Regions from separate parts of the Astyanax mexicanus genome. Here region 2 is linked to region 1. Evidence: chromatin contacts called from public Hi-C data. All regions are on one chromosome and are shown on one strand. The core of a region is the stretch at or near the end of the contact, and the rest is flanking DNA. Distances in the headings are between cores, read along the strand shown. Region 1 holds the start of hmbox1b (homeobox containing 1 b). Region 2 holds the start of extl3 (exostosin-like glycosyltransferase 3).

Region 1 (2,700 bases), core at 126-2,625:
GCCTAGCTAGTCAGTTAGTTTCTATTGTTTTTAAACAGGGCAGTGCACCATTAAATAAATACACTGCATATGGGGCAGCTGAAGCCAGATCTGTAACCCAGATTAAGTGCATCCCAGGAAACTCTTTGTCTGTAGGATTAAGCCCAGGCTTTGGTTAGTCTTGGGGCTTGAGCTCGGTCTGGGTGTGGGATCTCTGATTGCTTGCTGGAGTTTTAAAAGTCTCCTACAGGCTCGGGATGGCAGTCAGGAGTGCAGGATGGAATATGAAGCGTTTGCTGTTATTCAAGTCATATGATGGCGACCTGCAAGAAACGCCCAGAATAATCCTGCTCTCCAAAAAAAATCCCCACATTTACAGCATCTCATTATCCAGGCGGAGAGGACGAGCCCGCTGCTTAAGATCTCGATTCAGAACCACAGCCGATACAAAACACACAGCTTCACCTCTCCGGGTTACACCGGGCGCATCTGCATAATAAAGCATAGATCCTCAGAGAGCAAAACCTGTTTCTTTTACTGACCTTTAAAAAATCATTAAAAGAAGAAAAAGCGCTGCTGTCTGCTCTGAGCAGAAACTCCAGGAGCAGGACATTTAACCCGAATTAAAGTCTGCTCCTTCATACAAAACACACCCGGTCCCTCCAAATCTGATTCCACATTACATTCTACTTAGAATGCATCAAACTTAATCACATTAGTGACAGAATTTATACGTTGTTTCTACAAAAACTAAATCTGCAACCGCGCTGGCTAGCTAGCTACGCTAACCCAGCTAACCTATCGCTAGCTGGGTTAGCTAAGATAAGTTAGCTTATGTAGCTAACAGATTTCAGCCAACTGCAGCTTAGCGTACCGCACACAGCTAGCTTTAGCTTAGCTAGTTTAGCACAGGCTAGCCAGCCATATTCCACCCGCTCGCATAAAAAAATCGGATTAACCTCGATTTCGCTTTTGTTCTCAGCGCGCACACACACTCACACACTTTCTCCACATTTACAAAAACTGCAATCCAGCACCAACACAGCAGCTAAAGCTTCTGCACCAACACCACCAGCTCATCTCGCTCAGCCAGCCGCTGTAGCCCGCTCCTACCAGCAAACTTAATCCCGTCAAAACAATGAAAAATATAAGCGGTTACCTGTACCTAAATGTATTGCAAACGTCCCAGCCCGCCAGACCATTTACCACAGTCTGTAAAGCTCCAGTGCCAGACTGATGCAGGTGAATTATTAGGAGTGAATATTTTCCAGCCTGTCCGGCCTCCTTCTGCTCCCAGTCTCTGACTGATCCGCCTTTTGTCTGACTGACAACGGCAATGTTGACATCAAGCTGTGAACGGGGCATCATGGGAAATGTAGTTCACGCTGTTCAGCATACAACTCTGGAAAAAATGATACCACTTAAAAAAAGTTTCTTTGATTTTACCTAATTAAAAACCTCTGGAATATATTCAAGAGGAAAATGGATGATCACAAGCCACCAAACAAAACTGAATTGAATTTTTGCATCAAGAGTGGCATAAAGTTATTCAAAAGCAGTGTGTAAGACTGGTGGAGGCTGGTGAACATGCGAAGATGCATGACAACTGTGAAAATCAGAGTTATTCTACCAAATATTGTTTTTGAACTCTTTTTGAAAACTTTATTAATATGAACTTGTTTTCTTTGCATTATTTGAGGTCTGAAAGCTCTGAATCTTTTTTGTTAATATTATCCATTTCTCATTTTCTGCAAATAAATGCTCTAAATGACAATATTTTATTTGGAATTTGGGAAAGAATGTTGTCCGTAGTTTATAGAATAAAACAACAATGTTCATTTTGCTCAAACATATACCTATAAATAGCAAAATCAGAGAAACTGATTCAGAAACTGAAGTGGTTCTTAATTAAACAATCAATTTATTAATCACAAAAATATTCTGTAAATATGTATTTATGTGAGCGAGACAAAAATAATTTACTGTCCACTATATTGTAGCATGTGTTGCATTCCTAGTTGTATAGTTATACATTAGCATGAAAAAGTACCTTTGTTCCATTACTTACTAACCTAGCTTGCTAATTAGCTTAACACGGTTTCCATTACTAAATAACTTAGCTAGCTTATTAGCTAAAAACATTTTCCATGACTAACTAACCTAGCTAGCTAATTAGCTTACCATAACACAGTGTCCATAACTAACCAACCTAGCTAGCCAATTAGCTAAACACATTTTCCATGACTAACTTACCTAGCTAGCTAATTGGCTTACCATAACACAGTTTCCATGACGAGCTAACCAAGTGAGCTATTTAGCTTACCGTAACACAGTGTAAGTTATCTATGGTGCTGTCCATTCTTATATAACTTACACTCTATGGTATTAAAACATGAACACGATTTAGAGCGCCTCCTAGTGCTGATTTACTTTATTTTAGACACTGTAACCTGGTGCTGGTGTTCTAATCTTCATAACTGAAGAGCAGAGTAATGTACAGACATCATACACAAATCATTAATCAATCAATCAACCTTTATTTTCATACAAAGGGTTAAACGCTTAAAAAAAGATAAAATGATAAAAAGTAGAGATTAATAAAATAAAAACAGTAAAAAACAAGCCAAATCTAACGTATATAGTACAGTATTATTATTATTATTATTATTGTTGTTGTTGTTGTTGTTGTTATTATTATTATTATATTCAATTATTATGTTC
Region 2 (2,700 bases), core at 90-2,589, 140 kb before region 1:
TGGCAACCCAGGCGGTGTGTCTCTCTCTCCGTGTAACCGAGCATGAGCTGAGCATGTGTTACTGCCGCCTGCTGCTGTGGAGCACAAAAGGGGCTTTCATCCTTTTCCCTACATAATGTTCCAATGTTATCTTATAGATTCTGTACTGTAAAAACACCATGTTAAAAAAAAACCATAATATCCACTTTATTAAATCATAGCATTTAAAAAGAAGCACAAATACACTCTATCGTGTTTTAGTACAGTTAGTGCTACTACTGGAGCTGGTTCATGGAGAGCCTGCGCACTCCCTAGCTGTTATTTTAGAAAATTACCGCACACCACTAGTGGGAGCCCGCGAGTAAGTCCTCAATGGGGATGAATGAAGCTGAATGGCTAAAAGCTCAAATTAAAAACAATAATTAACTTTTGCCTGGGATATTTCTTTAATTATAGAAAGTAGAATGATATAATCACCAAAAGCCAAAGATAACTTTCTACAGCAAACGATTTTTGAAGAACATTATTTATTTATTATTAATTTATTTTGTCATATACTCCATATACTGCAGTGCATTTAAAAGGCTTATAACTGTTTAAAGGGGCCCTGACTTTTGCTGACTTCACCTCAGCCTAAATTTAAAAAATGCTAAAAGAAAAAGGAGAGGTTGTTTGAGCGAGAAACTGGGTGATGTATAGGTTTAGAGGCAGGGTAGGAGGGAGAGATGATTGGCTGAGCTTCAGCAGCATTGGCTACCGGAGCCCTGAGAGAGCACAATTGGCCTTGCTCTCTCTGGGAGGGTAGATGGCGCTCTCTCCGCACATCACTACAAAGGGTGATGTCAGTTGGCACAAGGCGTCTGTAAGCTGATGTTTTGGGACTAAGTCACTCCGAGAGCGCTAGATTTTCAGCAATGCTGCATTAGAAGCAGTTAGAAAAGCGGCGATGGCTGACTTCACATGTATCGGAGGAGGTATGTGCTGATCTCCACCCTCCTGGTGGGCATCGGGCATGATAGGGGAGTCCTAATGGTCATGTAAATTGGGAAAAAATGGAATAAAAAATAGAAATAAAAATTACAAAAAACTAGCACTATAAGCCTGTTAGGTGCATCAGCTAAAAGCACTGTATTTTGGAAAGCTGGGGGAGAATGAAGGAGAATGAAGTTCGTACTCGTTATCATGTTTTACTACAGCCCATTTCCATTTCACACTGAAATTCTCCTTTAAATGTGTATTCTTTTCTCTAGAGGTCCTCCGTTATGAAGGGGGAGGCGTGCGGGCACGTGGCCACCATGTGGCGCTAGTGCACCATGCTGTAATGCTCAAGCAATGCAAACAGTGGCCGTTCCCAGCATGCACCACCGCTCGCAGTGTTTGCAGAGCTGGATCTAGCTATCTAACAATGCTGTGCGGGTCCGGGGAGAAGCTCTGGGAGGTTACACGGCTGGAGGAGGTGTAAGGGCTGGGTGTGAATCAGCTCGTGTGTGCTCCGGGTCGTCTGTACGGTCCGTGATCTGCGGCGGATCTGTGCGGAGACGTGGATCTGCTGCTGCTGCAGCGGAGCTCCTTCTTCACACACCGGGGTAAGAGAGACGCAGCTCACACACATCTCCTCCTTCCACTGCTAACGGGGTTAGCTGGGCTAGTGGTGGCTAAGCTATCTTAGCTGCTTCTGTGTTATTGTTTAGCCTGTTGTTTTAGATCCTAGAAAACCTTAAACCCCTCAAACACGAGCCGGAGGAGCGCGTTAAAGCGCAGCATATGGTCTTGTGTGAACGAAGCTGAAGTTGTCTGCTTGTTCCAATTGTTCCGTTCCACCTTAAATGGTGCGGCACGTACAGCAAAGCGCCCGAGGCACCTCACCGTACGTGCCGCACCATTTAAGGTGGAACGGAAAATTTCTCAGAAACAGCCGAATTCAACCCAGTTTATCACCATTATCTCGCCATTTTCTGTCGTTTCAGTTGTTTTGTGGTTTAAATCAGAACGCGAGACAGATTAATACTTAATCTGAAGTGTGTTTTAATCCTACAGACCCAATTAAATCGATGCTGCTTCGCGTTAAAGCGGCGTCTGGCTGGATTTGACGTTCCTGTAGCTTTAGCTCGGGTTATAACTAACCTGCGCACAGCGACCGGAGAGCAGACCCACAGAGACAGATGTAGCTCAGGTATAGACATTAAACTAACTAACTAGAGTGTTTAGGAACAGTCCAATAATTCGGTTCAGATCTTTACACACATCTGTAGCCTTCCACTGCTGTTAGCGTATTGCGTGTCTTGTACTCTAGGCGTTTTTAGCTAGGTAGTTATCTAGATGATTAGCTATTCCGTACACAAATATTAGTACAGGTTCAGTTTTTGAATAAATCTGATTGTTTTAGCTCTTCACACATCTTTACATATACAGCTCTAGAAAAATTACTGAAGACTGTGATTTTGTTATTTATAGGTATATGTTGACTAAAATGAACATTGTTGTTTTATTCTATAAACTACGGACATTTCTCACAAATTCCAAATAGAAATATTCTTATTTAGAGCATTTATGTGCAGAAAATGAGAAATAGCTGAAATACCAAAAAAAGATGCAGAGCTTTCAGACTTCAAATAATGCAAAAAAAAAAAATCCTATTCATAAAGTTTTAAAAGTCCAGAAATCAATATTTGGTGGAATAACCCTGGTTTTTAATCAGTTTTCATTCATCTTGGCATGTTC

What was found. A called contact is a pair of places that touch in the nucleus more often than the background predicts.
Region 2: a contact with region 1 is called in a Hi-C map of muscle, with 2.2 times the contacts expected there. The contact joins the promoter of extl3 here to the promoter of hmbox1b in region 1.

The regions. Positions count from the first base shown.
Region 1 is chr1:84,621,529-84,624,228 of AstMex3_surface, reverse strand. hmbox1b (homeobox containing 1 b) reads right to left here and starts at 1,375. Exons shown (of 10, transcript XM_022684589.2): 1 at 1,139-1,375. The coding sequence starts at 1,347.
Region 2 is chr1:84,762,127-84,764,826 of AstMex3_surface, reverse strand. It overlaps extl3 (exostosin-like glycosyltransferase 3), which reads left to right and starts at 1,339. Exons shown (of 6, transcript XM_007255470.4): 1 at 1,339-1,565.